3 separate regions of the Mus musculus genome follow, and all the other regions are linked to region 1. The links are chromatin contacts, called in public ChIA-PET and promoter capture Hi-C maps. All regions are on one chromosome and are shown on one strand. The core of a region is the stretch at or near the end of the contact, and the rest is flanking DNA. Distances in the headings are between cores, read along the strand shown.

Region 1 (5,035 bases), core at 1,614-4,113:
TTCCTACTCTTTTGCATCATCTGTTCTTGAGTCACACATACGTGTGAGTATCTGAGTCAGATTACAGAGCACAGAACCCTCCATGGCTGGCTCTTTGGTCTGTAGCTCAGCACAGTCTGTCCCACCTTTGCCCAGGTCCATCTCTCTCACCTCAGAGATGCCTTCTGGACTGGACCACTCTGTTAAGCGTTGTATCCCAACTTGTCTTTTATGTCCTAACACAACACTATTTTATTATTTTTATTCCTTTATAGTGCTGGGGATAGACCCTAAAGCCTTAAGCATTACTGGGCAAGCTCTCTACCTGAGCCACACCCCTAGCCCTAGTCATTTCTGATTTGTCTTCTTGCTTGTCTGTCTCTCATGCTGCCAACTCAGCTCCACTGGAGCAGATCCAGAAACTCACTAGGAAATTCAAGTGGTTACTGAATAAATGAAAGAACTCTGAGCCTGGCAGACCTGTGGTGTTGCCTCAGGGTGGGCAGGTTCTGGGGCTGAGTTCACCCTGCATGGCCACTGCCTCCAGCCTCCACCCATTTGTCCAGGCTGAAGGCCAACTTCAACATCCGGGAAGACGCCAACCCCAGCTCCCGCCAGCGAGGACTTAAGCGCTTCCAGGCCAATCCAGAAGCCAACTGGGGTCCCCGGCCCCGTGCCCGGCCAGGGTGAGTGGTAATGTTGTAGAAGTGAGGGTTTTCCAGGGCTGGGCAAAGACAAAGTGGGGTACCAGCACCCCTCTCTGCACAGGGGCAAGGCAGCAAGTGAAGATCTAGCAGGGAGGCGGAGGCTGCTACAGAATAAGAGGAAGGAGCCAGCTGAGGACCCGGCCCAGCGTGCAGCTCGCCTTAAGACATTTCCTTGCAAACGATTCAAAGAGGTGATCTCTCCTTCCACCTTCCATGCAACTGGACCAAGGTTGGGCCTCTGGCACAGCTGGGGCCAGAGACTGAGGAAAGAAACCCAGCTCTGTGCTCACAGCCTGGGGCTTCACACCCTGTTTTCCCACCAGGGTACCTGTCAACTAGGGGACCAGTGCTGTTATTCACACAGTCCTGCAGCTCCTGTGGCCTCTGGTGATATCCCCATCGAAGAATGTCCAGAGACTACCACCAAGATCTCCCCTGGACCAAAGGCTGCTGCTGGGGGTATTCCTGGGCCAGGTGTAGACTGAGACAATAAAGAGATGTAACCTGCTGGTTGTCATTTTGAATTGGGAAGCCATCTGCATGGGGGACTCTGCCCGTCTGAGGAGTGGTTGTTCCTGCCTTACTGCAACTTTGTCTCTTTGACATGGAAACTGCTCTGGCTGCTCAGGAGAGCAGTTCATCAGGTGGCCACAGGGCGGCATCTGCAAACAGGCTGCCTCCCCTCTTCCAGCTATCCAGGCATTTCCTCCACTTCCCCAGTGCTCGCAAATCCCACTGCAGTCTCAATCCTATTGCCTGGTTTCTTGGGCTCAGCTGTCTGCAGTTGGTGTAGTGGCGGAAGCCAAACCGGAACCAGGCATTCTGTGCATCCGCTCCAGACCAGGTGCTTCCTGTCCTGCTTGCTCCTCAATAGGAGTATGCTCTCAGAACACAGGCGGCTGCTGAGACACCCAATGAAGAGACGTTCTCTCCCCTCCCCCTAGAGTAGAGGATTATTAATGTTAGGGGAGAGTCCTGGGGCAGAATCTCTCCCAGCACATGCACCCATCACCATCAGTCAGAAAGTGAAGCCCACTGTAGCAAGCTGTGCTAGAGGAGTCACTAGGGTGGGTAACTGGGTCTTTGGCTTAAGCACTTTGATGAGTCTGCATGGCCACTGAGCCCCTCTCTGGGTGTGCCCACAATTAACCAGATACAGGGGACAAGCCTCCTGGAGTGCCTGGGATTCAGCTCATCTTGGAAGTCCCCCTCCCCTTTTTGGGAGGAGGCAGAGTCTCTACATAGACCCGACTACTGAAACTCAATATTTAGACCAGGCTAGCCTTGAACTCAAGAGATTCAACTGTTGGGATCAACATGCCTGGCCCTTTTGGAGCTTACAGCTGGGGTCCCAGGATTTTTGTAACTTTTATACGGATTTTTTTTCTTTGACTTTTTCCTGCATGCATGTATGTGCACCATGTGCAAGTCTGGTGCCCTCAGAGTTAAGATGTCACATTTCTTAGAACTGGGGCTAGGGGGGGGCTGGCGAGATGGCTCAGTGGTTAAGAATGCCGGTTGCTCTTCCGAAGGTCCAGAGTTCAAATCCCAGCAACCACATGGTGGCCCACAACCATCTGTAACAAAATCTGATGCCCTCTTCTGGAGTGTCTGAAGACAGTGTACTTACATATAATAAATCTTAAAAAAAAAAAAAAAAGAACTGGGGTTAGTTATGGTTGTGAGCCATAACAAAGTGTGAGCCCTTTACAAAACCAACATGTGCTGTTAGCCACGAAGCCATCTCTCCAGTCTCTAGGTTTCCAGAATTCAGAAGATCACTCCAGAATACCTGGCAGTGAGGGATACCACCTAGTTGTGGTATGGCTGAGTAGCATCTTGGGGAACTTGGGAGCAACTTCTGGGAAACTCAGATATGGCTTTGACACTCATCTCACCCGCCTGGGCTTGGAAATACGTTAGCAGTGCCACAGGTTCGGGACACCTGCACCTCGGTGTCAGGACACGGCAAGGCCACATTACCAGAATTGTCTCCTTCCGGAGCCCTATTCCTGGGTGTGTGTGTGGGGGGGGGGGGTGCAGTCCACAGGGGGATCTGTAAAAAAAGAGGAACTAGGCTGAGGCTCATGGGTCATGGGGCCTCAGAGGACCGGAAAGGGGCCCCTTCCACCCCCATCAGCATAGGGGGTGGGGTTCAAAGCTAGACCAACCTCAGAGGACATCAGAGGCAGCCTTGCCACCTTTCCCCTTTGCACACGTTTGGCGCTGGGCTCCTGAGGGTTGGGGGGTCTTCCAGTGCTGTGGGAGCAGCAAACCCCGAAGGGTGACTAGCCGGGGTGGATCAGGAGGTGCGCGCTCCGTGATCCCTGCCCGCTGGTTTCCTCCGGGGTCAGCATTGCTTCTTATCAGCCGCGGCCAGGCAGCCAGACCCTTATCTGCACAGGCCCAGCATCCTCTGGCCTCTGCGCCAGCGGGTAAGAGGGAGGAAGCCAGGCTGTCGGGGGCGGGGGAAAGGGCGGGTCGGTCCAGGAGCAGCTCACTTTCTCTTGGAGGTACCCACCACGACGCCTCCGAAGCTACTCAGGCCCTCCGGAGCCCGGGAGGTGGCGCAGCCCAGCTCTGAGGCCCAACGGGAGGGATTACCTGGAGCACACCGGCCGAACTGGACAGTGGAAACTGTCTCCTGACCTGGACTGACAAACCTGACCACACAGCCGGGTTCTCCAAGCTGTGGAAACTGCTACAGGGTAAGAAAGACGCTTTAAACATTAAGGAGTGTCTGTGCCTGTATTCGGTGTTTGTTACTTCATTTATTTATTCATTCACTGGAAGTGAGGAGGCACTGAAATGTCCTCAGTTGGGGAAAACAGGGCAGCAATGTGGGAAGTCACACACTGGCAGGATACCCCAGACCTTAGAGCCCAGCAAACGTGGTAAGTAGGGTGCTGATGGGGTTGGGGGCCAGTAAGAGGAACTTTCAGCAAGGGTAGAGGCCCCTGGAATAGCCATGGAGAGGTGGCAGAGGGTGACTCTTGGAGACTTAGGAGGTCTTAGAGTTAGTCCGGAGATTCCTATCTTATTCCCAGCTGCAGGTAGGAGAGATTCTGAAAGATGGGAACTAGTTCAGAGACTGAAGATGCCCATTACAAACAATTCATAGGGTCAACGCTGCCTAGTATCTGATAGACACCCCCTCTTGTGGAGGAGGCTCCCCTCTTGTGGAGGAGGCCCTCCTTTTAGGTCCTAGCAGTTTCTAGGACCACTTTTCTACCTTTGATTATTGAACCCCCAATCCCTTTCTCGCCTAAGGGTGCTCTTACATTGAAAAGCTCAGGTTAAACAGGTGGGAGAAAGATGGTCTTTGGCCTTCCTTCCCCTTAACTTCACTCTCTCCCACAGGTTAGCATTCTATCCGTGGGGTCCATGTGCCCGCCCCAGGCCAGAGCAGAGGTGGGTTCCGCCATGACTGAGAAAACTGAGATGGTATGTGCCTCCAGCCCAGCACCTGCCCCTCCCTCTAAGCCGGCCTCACCTGGGCCCCTTTCTACAGAGGAGGTGGACCACCGAAACACGTGCACTCCCTGGTTGCCTCCCGGCGTGCCAGTGATAAACCTGGGACACACCAGGCCCATAGGGGCAGCCATGCCCACCACAGAGCTCAGTGCCTTTCGGCCCTCCTTGCTGCAGCTAACTGCCTTGGGAAGAGCTCCACCTACCCTGGCTGTACATTACCACCCTCACCCCTTCCTCAACAGGTCAGTGGGCAGCTCGGACTATGGGCAGTGCTTAGGTTTGGGGGCCAGGGTCTTTGCCTACAAAGTGTTCATGACCCACAACCCCTTACAGTGTCTACATTGGGCCAGCAGGACCCTTCAGCATCTTCCCTAACAGCCGGCTGAAGCGCAGACCAAGCCATAGTGAGCTGGACTTGGCTGACGGTGAGTTTGTGTCTCGGTGTGTACTTGTGGGGTGCCTGCAGCTCATGTCTGATTGGCCTGTACTCTGCCACAGGAAGAAGTATTTTGGGAAGTTCACATACACCCCAACACAGGACAACTCACACAAGTGATAGCTAATGCAAGACTACAGTACGGAGCCTAGCTTGGGGGATTACCCTGTAATCCAGACTGACACAGGAGAACCAGTTCAGAAGCCAACCTGGGCTATGTGAGTCCCCAACAAGCAAGCATTATAACCAGAGACATGGCCACAATAGGATATGGCAGCCACAAGATGACACTCCCCAACCCTTGAGAACACAGTCATGAGAGACAACCTTGGGTTAGGATCACACAGAGCTATGAGACCACAGTCAACCTCAGAACCCCAGCCACACATACAACAGCCACAACCACATCGCATGATCCCACACAACCACAGCCATCAGA
Region 2 (5,035 bases), core at 1,375-3,874, 370 kb after region 1:
CGCATCACACCTAGCCTGCTTATCATCCTTCCCCTTTGTCCCTTAAGGGTTATCCTGACACTGTTCATCTGTTCATTCATTTGTTCATTCTTTCTTTTACCAGGGTATTAGCCTGGCTGAACTGCTCCAACAAAGCCACAGAGTGAATTGTATAAACCCTGGGAATTGTTGCCTGGGTGGCTGGAAATCTGACATCAAGGTGCTGGTGTTGATTTCTCTAAAGAGGATTGCTTCAGCAACGTCTTTTACAATTTTTATCTTAAGTTGGGGGCAGTGGTGGCACAGATCCCAGCACTCGGGAGGCAGAGGCAGGTGAATTTCTGAGTTCGAGGCCAGCCTGGTCTACAGAGTGAGTTCCAGGACAGCCAGGGCTACACAGAGAAACCCAGTCTTGAAAAACCAAAACCAAAAAAAAAAAAAAAAAAACAAAAAAACAAAAAAACCCAAAACAAACAAACGCATAATTTTTTATTTTAAAATTGCATTCATTATCTCAGCCCTCAGGAGGTAGAGGCAGGTTGATCTCTGTGAGTTGAGGCTGCCAGGTCTACATAATAAATTCCAGGCCAGTCAGTTCCATGGTGAGACTGTCTCAAAAAAAAAAAAATTATTGTGTGCGTTGAGGGTAAGGTAGTTGCATGTGAAACCGGTCAGAGGCTAACATTCTGAGAACCTGTTCTACCACGGTGGCCTTGGGATTGAACTCAGGTATCCAGGCCTCCTGACAAAAGGCTTTACCCAATAAGTCATGTCTTACCAGCCTAGAGACCAAGTTCTTGCTATGTCCCTACCTGCTCTTCCCTCTGCTTGCTGATCATGGTGACTCTGAGCATAACAGCCATTACTATATGTATATGTATTTTAAAAAAAGATTTATTATTTATATGAGTACACTGTAGCTGTCTTCAGATACAGCAGTAGAGGGCGTCAGATGTCATTACAGATGGTTGTAAGCTACCATGTGGTTGCTGGGATTTGAACTCAGGACCTTCCTAAGAATATTCAGTGCTGTGCCGGGCGTGGTGGTGCACACCTTTAATCCCAGCACTTGGGAGGCAGAGGCAGGCGGATCTCTGAGCTCGAGGCCAGCCTGGTCTACAGAGTGAGTTCCAGGACAGCCAGGGCTATACAGAGAAATCCTGTCTCAAAAAACCAAAAAAAGAATAGTCAGTGCTCTTAACAGCTGAGCCATCTCTCTAGCCCCCCCGCCATCACTATCTTAGTCAGAGTAGCCATAGCTACCTTCATTCAACTTTTTCCCTAGAGGAGGAGGAGGAGGTGATAAGTATCATGGATTCAAGTCACTTTGCCCTCCCGGATGTATGCAGACCTCCCTCCAGGTAGTGGTACTGGGCACTGATGGCAGATATTGGTTAAATGAAGGGGATCGTTGGAAAAATAGTGTCTCTGAAGTCTTTATGTAATAGGAATTTTCTGGGTCTTCTGGTCTTGGCAGTTTTCACCAATCACCTTTTCCTTCAGCTCAGGTTACCAACTCCTCCTCCTCCTCTTCAGAGAGAGAGAGAGAGAGATTGATTGATTGATTGTAGGCCAGAGGACAACCTCATATGTCACTCTCAGAAGACATTCACCTGGTCCTCAAGCCTGTGTTATGACCTTGTGCATGCATGGCCTGCTGTGGCGGTCAGAAGAGAATGTATGGGAATCCAGACTCTTCTTCTATCGTAAGCCTTTGGCTACTGAGTCATTCTGCAGGCCCCATCCCAAGGATCTGCCTGTCTCTGCTTCCCCAGAGCTGGAATTACTGGTATTGTCAACCCCCAAGCCCCTTGAGTTCTGGTAATTGAACGCACATATACAATCCACACTCTTGCTTTTTCAAAAAGCAAGGACCATACTAACATCTATTTCCCTAGCCACACAGGTCCCTTTTGTTAAGACAGGGTCCTGCTCTCTATCGTTCAGCCTGGCCTGGAACTCGAGATTCTTCTGCCTCGACCTCTGGATTGCAGTGTGTCCCAAGCCTGGTTTAATCACTAAACCATTTTCTGTTTCATCATACTATGGTCACCGGGAGGTCAGAGGTCTTGTCCATTGCTAAATCTCAGCTTCCAGCAGAGAGCACTATTTCTAGTCTAGACTACACAAACCAGAAGAAGGGGTGCCCCTGTCCTAGGCTCAGTGTATCATTAAGAGGATGCATGATAGATTCTCAGCAAGCTTCTCGTGGTAAATAGATGGCAGTCATCCCTGCCTCCCCAGAGGCCCATGATCCAGTTAAAATTGAGCTATGGCTGGAGGGGGAAAAGAGGAGGCAACAAAGTTTGTGGAGACTGGAAGAAGCATCAAAAGAAAACACTATTCCATTTGACAAAAGGCTGCAACTCTTTTTTTTTTTTTTTTTTGCCTGATGCCCTAAGTCGTGTTCAAGGACACCGTCCAAGAAACAATCACTTCGCTCATGGGGGACAAGAATATTTGGACAGAGAGACAGCTTGCAAACTAGGCACTTCCCTATGCTTGAAGCTCAGTAACAGCTCCTGGACCACATGTACGGAACACAGGGATAAAATGGCGGCTACCAGGACGGCGGGCGCTGCCCAAGGTCACGAGACCAAGTGACTTCCGGTTTCGTCGCCCCACGCCCCCAAGGCTCTCGAGTCGCACTTCCTGGGCTCCGGCCGACCTCGCTGAGGGATTTTGCGGGTCTCAGGGCGCCGAGGCTGCTGAGACCTGAGAGCGGCCGCGAGCACATGGAAGGGACCCCGCCAGGGGCGGCGCCCTCCTCGGCGCTGGCCGCCGTGCTCAAGCACAGCTCAGCGTTGCCGCCCGAGAGCGCCCAGGTCCAAGGCTACGACTTCAACCGCGGCGTAGATTACCATGCGCTTCTGGACGCCTACCGCACCACCGGCTTCCAGGCTACCAACTTCGGGCGCGCGGTGCAGCAAGTCAACGCCATGGTGAGGCGCGGGGCCACCCGGGCGGGATGCCGGGCCGCTGCGCGCGGATTTCCGCGTGAGCGTCCGGGAGAGGGCGGAGTCCGGGTAAACTAGAGTTCTGCGATGGGTGGAGCTTGGAGTTAAAAATCCAAAAGGGCTTTGTAGGAGGAGCTTAACGCTAGGGGAGCCCGGGGTTCGATTTTCCCGGTGGAAGGAGACTTGAAGATACTGGGTGGTTCTCAAACCATCAAGTGACAGACCTGGACCTGGAATGGGAGGGTTAGGGTCTGCCCAGGGGTTGTGCTTTGGTTTTGTAGTAGTCTCCCTGAGTGCAATCAACCTCTGGAATCCAGGCCAGGTAGGGTACCTCAACTGAGGTTTGGAGTCTTAGTGCAACTTTCCTGTGCCCTTATGACCAGATTGAGAAAAAACTGGAGCCACTGGCTGTAGATGAAGATCATCACGCAGACCTGACTCAGAGCCGCCGCCCACTTACAGGCTGCACCATTTTCTTGGGCTATACTTCCAACCTCATCAGTTCAGGCATCCGGGAGACCATTCGATACCTCGTGCAGCACAACATGGTGGGTCCACGTTAGCTCTGGAACCCCAGCCTCCTTGGGCCAGTAGGAAAAAAAAAAAAAGGGTTATTTTTCAGTTAAGAGAAATGAAGAGGCTCAGAGATTATTTGCGGTCCTGTGAAAGATTTGGGTTTGCTTTTTAACAACCACATGGTGACTCAGAACCGTCTGTAATGGGATCTTTTGATGCCATTACAGATCTGGTGTGTCTGAAGAGAGGGACAGTGTATTCACATATATTAAATACATCTTTTAGTCTTTTTTGTTTTTGTTTTGTTTGAGACAGGGTTTCTCTGTATAGCCCTGGCTGTCCATCCTGGAACTCACTCTGTAGACCAGGCTGGCCTTGAACTCAGAAATTCTGCCTGCCTCTACCTCCCAAGTGCTGGGATTAAAGGCATGCACCACCACCGCCCAAAATAGATTAAAAAAAAAAAAGGGTGTGAGGAGATGGAGTATTGTTCTTTGACATCCCGGCAGTCCTCATGCCTCAGCCTCCTTTCCGAGTGCTGGGATCGCAAGACCGTGCCACTTTTTCTGGCTGTGGGTCTGCTTCAGGCAGAGGGAGGCCTGGCCTGGAGTTGGTTTTGTTGTAGCGCTCATGCTTAGGTCTGGATGAGCTCACCCAGGTTAGGTTGCTGCTTAGAAGGGGGGGTCAGTGTTGCCTGCGACCGACCACAGGTGGATGTATTGGTGACCACTGCTGGAGGTGTGGAAGAAGATCTCATCAAATGCCTGGCGCCCACATACCTTGGCGAGTTCAGCCTCAGGGGGAAGGAGCTCCGGGAGAGTGGGATCAACAGGTGAGGGAGGCTTTGAGTAGTGGTCGGGGCGGGGAAGCTGGGCAGAGGATCCCCGTGACCCATGCCCGCATGGCTCCCATTTCCAGGATTGGAAACCTGCTGGTGCCGAATGACAATTACTGCAAGTTTGAGGACTGGCTCATGCCCATTCTGGACCAGATGGTGCTGGAGCAGAACACAGAGGTGGGGCTGGAAGGGCTCGGGGACCTGCATAGTAAGAGTCAGAAGACATATGAGCTAATACGATATTCTCTCCCATGATAGGGTGTGAAGTGGACACCTTCCAAGATGATCTCCCGGCTTGGGAAGGAGATCAACAACCCAGACTCTGTGTATTATTGGGCCCATAAGGTGGGTTGGGTGGGGACGGTATTCCCAGGCTTTGGCTTGTACTGACTTTGTCTTTGTAGCTACCTGAGCGTCTCTATAATTATTCTTGGTCTCCCCAAATTAGACGAGGTGTATCACTTGATGGCAAGGTTCTCCTAGTTATGCCCCTACACTCCCGGGATTTAGTGTAGTACCCTAGAAGTCAGTGGGGCCTGACCCAGGGTACTGTGCACCCAGGGACAGTGCAGCACAAGAGTCTGGAAGTGACAAGCCAGTGCTCAGTGTGCCAGCACCTTCAAGCCATGTGTGGTTTTCCTCACTCTGCCTCCACATGTAGAACAGAGGGGTCATGTCCAGCAGAGAAATTGAGTGGCCTACACAGGTTGGGAGGGACGCCACTGGGTTGGGGGTCAGGGTTTTC
Region 3 (5,035 bases), core at 774-3,273, 290 kb after region 1:
TTTATTTATTTTGAAATAGGGTCTCTCTAATGTGGTCCTTGCTATCATGAAACTCAATATGTAGGCCAAGCTGGCCTCAGGCTCATGGCAGGCCACCCGCCTCTGCCTCTGGAGTGCTGCTATTAAAGGCAGGAGCACCGTCATACTCAGCTCCTAAGCTTCATTTAAATCTTTTTGTTTTGGGTTTTTGGTTTTTTTGTTTGTTTGTTTGTTTTTTTTTGAGACAGGGTCTGTGTGTAGCCCTGGATGTCCTGGAATTCTCTCTGTAGATCAGGCTGGCCTCAAACTCAGAGATCTGCCTGCCTCTGCCTCCCAGTTTCATTTAAATCTTGACTTCTTGAACATCTGGACACCTGTGATATCACACCAACGCTGGGACACCTTAAGTCACTTCCCAGACCTGGATTCTCAGATTTCTCCTAAACTTCAAAATCCCTGCAATGCAACCTTCACCCTAAATTTTTGTGTCCCAGAATGTCACACATTCTTTTAACAATCATGGTTCCTGGTAACAGTGTGTTTGTGTGTAGGACAGCACAGCTTTGTTTCCACTGTGGGGCATCAACTCTGGTGGATGTGGGATGGGGGAGCCAGTTGGCAGGCCCCATGCCCAGTCCAGTCTGGAAGCACACTCCCTTCTATACCTTTCCACAGGGTCTCAGGGACTGGAATCAGGAAAACAAGGCGTGAGGGTCTGTGGAAGTGTGAATCAGCCTCCAAGGCTCTCTGGTGTGTGCAGCTGAGAGTTTGAGTGGGTTGCAACCGAGTGTCTGTAGTAGATTAACAACTCTAGTAAGATAGAGGGCGGGTGGCTGATGTCGCTGGGCTCACCCAACCAGGACAGGGTCGCTGGACTGGATCCCGGCTCATTGCCTGGATGGAAGCAGAACATTATCCCCCTCCGAACTGAACCCGCCCCAAAGCAGAGCCGGCTCCACTCCTCCCTCTGGGCACATTTAATAGCCTCTAATTACAGCACATTACCCCACCCGCCAGAGAGGGGAGGGGCTACTAGTGGACCCAGGGGTCAAAGGGCGTGGTCTGGGCTTTACCCCTGGCGTCAAAGCCCGTGTACTTTGTAGCCGCTGTTTACTCATTTGCAAAGCGGCGGATTAAAAAAAAATTAAATAAAAAAATTAAATAATACAGTTTCTAAAATTAAGAAACAAAACCTGGGAATTAAAGTAGCCCTTGTCTCCTAGGGTCGTGGAAAACATTCAATTGTCTGTAGATATATAGCTTATTGTAAAGTCTGAAAACAGTAAGCACTCCACAAATGATGTCTTGAGACTTTATTGTCAAAAAATTCTAAGCTCTCTGCGCTCCCCTAAACCGGCTCAACCGGTGGACGCACCCTTTTCCCAGAAGGATGCGTTCCTACGTTCTGCGCGCCCCCTGGTGGGCTTCAGATCACCCGCAGCTTTGGCCAGGTCGAGTGTTTTTTAGGGCAGGAAGGTGCTCAAAGCACCCGGGGCCGGGAAGGAGCAGAGTAGCTCGCAGGAAAGAGACCCCGGGCTGGGCAAGTGCTATGTCCTTTACTCAGGACATACTTGACCCTTCCTGCTCCCAACCATACCCGAGTTTTCAGAAGGACTCCAGCCAGAATCACTTCTCTGGGGAAGACGCTTTTAAGATCCTCTCACTCCACGACTACAGGATTTATAATTATTCTCTGCGCCCACATTAAGAAAGGCTCAGATCATAACGCGGCTAAACCGGAGGATTTCTTTCAGCTTTGGGGGGGAACCATTAAAGTGCCTGTGAAACTGGGTGCGGTAGATCCGCCTTAAAAGGATCTTGAGGACCACTCCACTACATAAAGAGAAGCCGCGAGGAGTGGAGGTCACCAGCAGCAGGACTGAGCCAGACTGACACCTAGCGGCAGAATGTGCACTTGCCTATGTCCCGCATCTAAGATGGCGAGGCAAGTGTTTGCAATGGGAGATCACGTGTCTGGGGCGGAGCCTATGGCTAGGGGGCGGGGTGGAGCGGGGCGGCGCTCTAGGCCGAGCGGGAGGTCTGGGCTTCGGGCGCTCGCTGGTGGCGGACCCGGAGGCTGCTGCTGCGTGCCGGGGCTCCTTGGCCCGGATCGAATTCGATCCGGAGCCATGAGTGTGGACAAGGCCGAGCTATGCGGGTCTCTGCTCACCTGGGTAGGTCGGGGGGCGGGGCTGGGTCAGGTGTGCGCCCTCTCCTCTCGTCCTGTCTTGGTCTTCTTTCCTCGGTTTTGGACCTGGAAGGAGGAATAGATCGTAGGCTTGCTGGGCCGTTGGACTCTGACCTGACCACCTGCGTCTGTCACGTGGGCAGGCCTGAGCGAAAAGACCAGGTGAGGCCACGCCCCTCTGGAGGGCACAGGCCTGGTCACATGTTAGCAGTGGGGACCAGGTGACTGGTGGTAACGCCCTGACCTAGGTTTGCAGGGTTTGCCAGGATAGGTAAAATGAAGCCACGCCCCGTCCTTGCCTAGGCGTGTAGAAGTCACGCCCCCGAAGATGTGATATGTTGGTGCTACAGGCTAATGCCTTTCTAACCCCGTGAAATGTCTGATGGCTGGGGAAAAAGTCTGCAATTCCAGGTCCTCAATTTTCCTGTTGCCCTTCCGTCTTCCCCCTTTAGTTGCAGACGTTCCAAGTTTCACCCCCCTGTGCCAGTCCCCAGGACCTGAGCAGCGGACTCGCCATAGCCCATGTGCTGAATCAGATGTGAGTGTGGCGGCTGAGTGGGAGGATCCTGAAGGGCTCCCCAGCCTGCTCATCCCATCTTTCTGCCCCTAGAGACCCTTCCTGGTTCAACAACGAATGGCTCCAGGGCATCTCAGAGGACTCAAGCCCCAGCTGGAGGTTGAAGGTGACAGGTGGACTCATGACTAGGGAATAACTAGAGGACTTAAGGAGGTGAAGGCAAAGGGAAAGCTAGATACATGTCCTGTGCGATGGACAGGCAGTCTTGTCAGGAAGAGAGCCAGATGTCTGGTGATCAGCAAGCTATTTTTGTTTATATTGAGCACCCACAATAGGACAAAAAAACTTGCCACCATTCTTATGATGTGGGCAAAAGCACACACACAACACATGTTAACTTCCAAGAGGTGTGCTGGCAAATGCTTGTAATCCCAGCTATGGTGGTGTGTTAATACAGGAGGGTGGTAAACCATCCATCATCCCGTCTCAAAACCTTTAAAAGGCCAGGGATATAGTTGGCAAAAGAGAATTTGCTCACCCTACACAAGGTCCTGAGTTCAATCCCAAGTAGCAGGGTATGCTGGGTGGGGGGTGGGAGGGGGGATGGGCAGGGGTAGCCAGACCATGTGGCACACATGGAGTCCCAGTACTTAGCAAGCCAGAGGATCAGGACATCAAGGTTATCTTGGGTGGCTACACAGTAAGTTAGAACTCATTCTGAGCCACATGACACACTGCTTCAAGAAACAAAACTGGGCTGGAAGAATGGCTTGGTGGTTAAAAATGGATACTGTTCTTCCAGAGGAACTTACTGCTTCTCCAGAGAGGACGCACAGACATCAAACAGCTCTCAACCACCTGCAACTGCTCTAGGGGATGTGACACTTGTAGCCTCTGCAGGCATCCTCATATTCTCTTTCTTTCTCTGTCTGTCTCTCTCTCACACACACATACACACATACTTTCACACACACACTCTCTCTCACACACACACACACACACATACACACATACACACATGGTTAAAAGATAAAATAAATCTTAAAAAAACAAGAAAACAAATTCATATAAACCTATGAAGACAGTAAAAGGAGGGTCATGATAGCGATGGGAGGTGGGTAGGTGCTTATTTTGTTTTTTTTTTGGGGGGGGTTGTTTTGTTTTTGTTTTGTTTTGAAACAGAGTTTTTTTGTGTAGTCCTGGCTGTTTTAGATCTTGCTGTGTAGACCAGGTTTGGCCTCAAATTCAGAAATCTACCTGCCTCTGTCTCCCAGGTGCTGGGATTAAAGGCAGGTGCCACCATTCCTAGCAGGGACTCTATTTTAAGTACTGTGGAATGGTCTTAGCAAAGGAAAAACACAGCCTGGCTAAGCCGTTTCGAAGCTGCCCTTGGCTACCTGGGAAGAGATGCAGCACAGGTAGCAAGAGTAGGAAATGAAAGGTTGGGAATGGGGCTCAGCAGACCACAGCTGGTCCAGACTCCAGCACTTAAGGGCTGGACGCAGAATAGGAGAATAGTAAGGCGCCAGGGAGTGGCTCAGTGGAAAAGTCCTTGTCTACCATACCTAAGACCCTGGATTTGATCAGCAGAACTTCTACCCCATCCAACAAAGGTGGGAGATGAGAAACAGTGGGTACAGTCATCCAAGTGAGAGATAGTAGCAGTTGGGCCAGAGAGTGAAAGCCATTGCATTCTGGAACTTGTGAATTAAGAAGGTCAGGTAGACACTATAGACCATGCAGTTTAGCTCTAGAGGAGAAGGATATTTAGAACAGGGCCAGACAACAAGGTGGGATAATCAGGGAATGAAAATTGAGGGACGGGGAGGAAGTGAGGATAGGTTGGGGGGGGGGAGTTGCTGTAGACTTGCATGCATAGATAACTCCTTGGCGTCACCAGGTCAGGAAACTGGAGAAGATCTTACAGAGCTTGGTGGAATACTCGAAGAATGTGAGTAACTGCAAAGGAATTTAGGGGCTGGGTTGGGAGTCAGGGTTCAGTCTGTGAGCCCTGAAAGCTCCCTCTCTCGGTGTTCTCAGGTTCTGGGGCACCCTGTGTCAGATCAGCATCTCCCAGATGTGAGCCTCATTGGCGAGTTCTCAAATCCTGCAGAACTTGGCAAACTGCTTCAGTTGGTACTGGGCTGTGCTATCAGTTGTGAGAAAAAACAGGGTATGAAGAGGGGTAGAGGGGAGGAAACTGAGAGCACCCAGAGGATACCCTGAGGAAATGTTCTTTCCTCTCCAAGCCATCCCTGGTCTCAGCCTCTCGCCTTCACCTTCATCCCCAGAGTATATCCAAAGAATTATGACCCTGGAGGAGTCTGTTCAACATGTAGTGATGGAAGCCA

What was found. ChIA-PET counts read pairs in DNA pulled down with a chosen protein or histone mark. Capture Hi-C pulls out chosen DNA fragments and counts their contacts.
Region 2: an RNA polymerase II ChIA-PET map of effector CD8 T cells shows a contact between it and region 1, with 12 read pairs. The contact joins the promoter of Dhps here to the promoter of Lyl1 in region 1. A contact is called at or near these places in 2 of 39 promoter capture datasets (the C10 cell line and pre-B cells), 1 of 484 Hi-C or Micro-C datasets (regulatory T cells), 2 of 115 datasets of contacts at active chromatin or transcription factors (bone marrow-derived macrophages and effector CD8 T cells) and 3 of 9 other capture datasets (adipose tissue, liver and pancreatic islet).
Region 3: a contact with region 1 is called in a promoter capture Hi-C map of liver. The contact joins the promoter of Hook2 here to the promoter of Lyl1 in region 1. A contact is called at or near these places in 10 of 39 promoter capture datasets (the C10 cell line, cranial neural crest, frontonasal cranial neural crest and 6 more), 2 of 15 datasets of contacts at CTCF or cohesin (both in embryonic stem cells), 4 of 484 Hi-C or Micro-C datasets (LSK cells, erythroblasts, neutrophils and 1 more), 3 of 115 datasets of contacts at active chromatin or transcription factors (the HPC-7 cell line, bone marrow-derived macrophages and pancreatic cancer cells) and 3 of 9 other capture datasets (adipose tissue, liver and pancreatic islet).

What each region holds. Positions count from the first base shown.
Region 1 is chr8:84,698,594-84,703,628 of GRCm38.p6, forward strand. Lyl1 (lymphoblastomic leukemia 1) reads left to right here and starts at 2,864. Exons shown (of 4, transcript NM_008535.2): 1 at 2,864-3,394; 2 at 4,047-4,402; 3 at 4,494-4,585. The coding sequence starts at 4,071. Trmt1 (tRNA methyltransferase 1) reads left to right here. Exons shown (of 17, transcript NM_001164559.1): 15 at 546-665; 16 at 748-877; 17 at 1,010-1,215. The coding sequence ends at 1,171.
Region 2 is chr8:85,069,133-85,074,167 of GRCm38.p6, forward strand. Dhps (deoxyhypusine synthase) reads left to right here and starts at 2,625. Exons shown (of 9, transcript NM_001039514.1): 1 at 2,625-2,921; 2 at 3,320-3,484; 3 at 4,163-4,284; 4 at 4,371-4,467; 5 at 4,549-4,635. The coding sequence starts at 2,715.
Region 3 is chr8:84,988,600-84,993,634 of GRCm38.p6, forward strand. Hook2 (hook microtubule tethering protein 2) reads left to right here and starts at 2,024. Exons shown (of 21, transcript NM_001372357.1): 1 at 2,024-2,153; 2 at 2,620-2,705; 3 at 2,778-2,850; 4 at 4,585-4,635; 5 at 4,725-4,857; 6 at 4,976-5,035. The coding sequence starts at 2,109.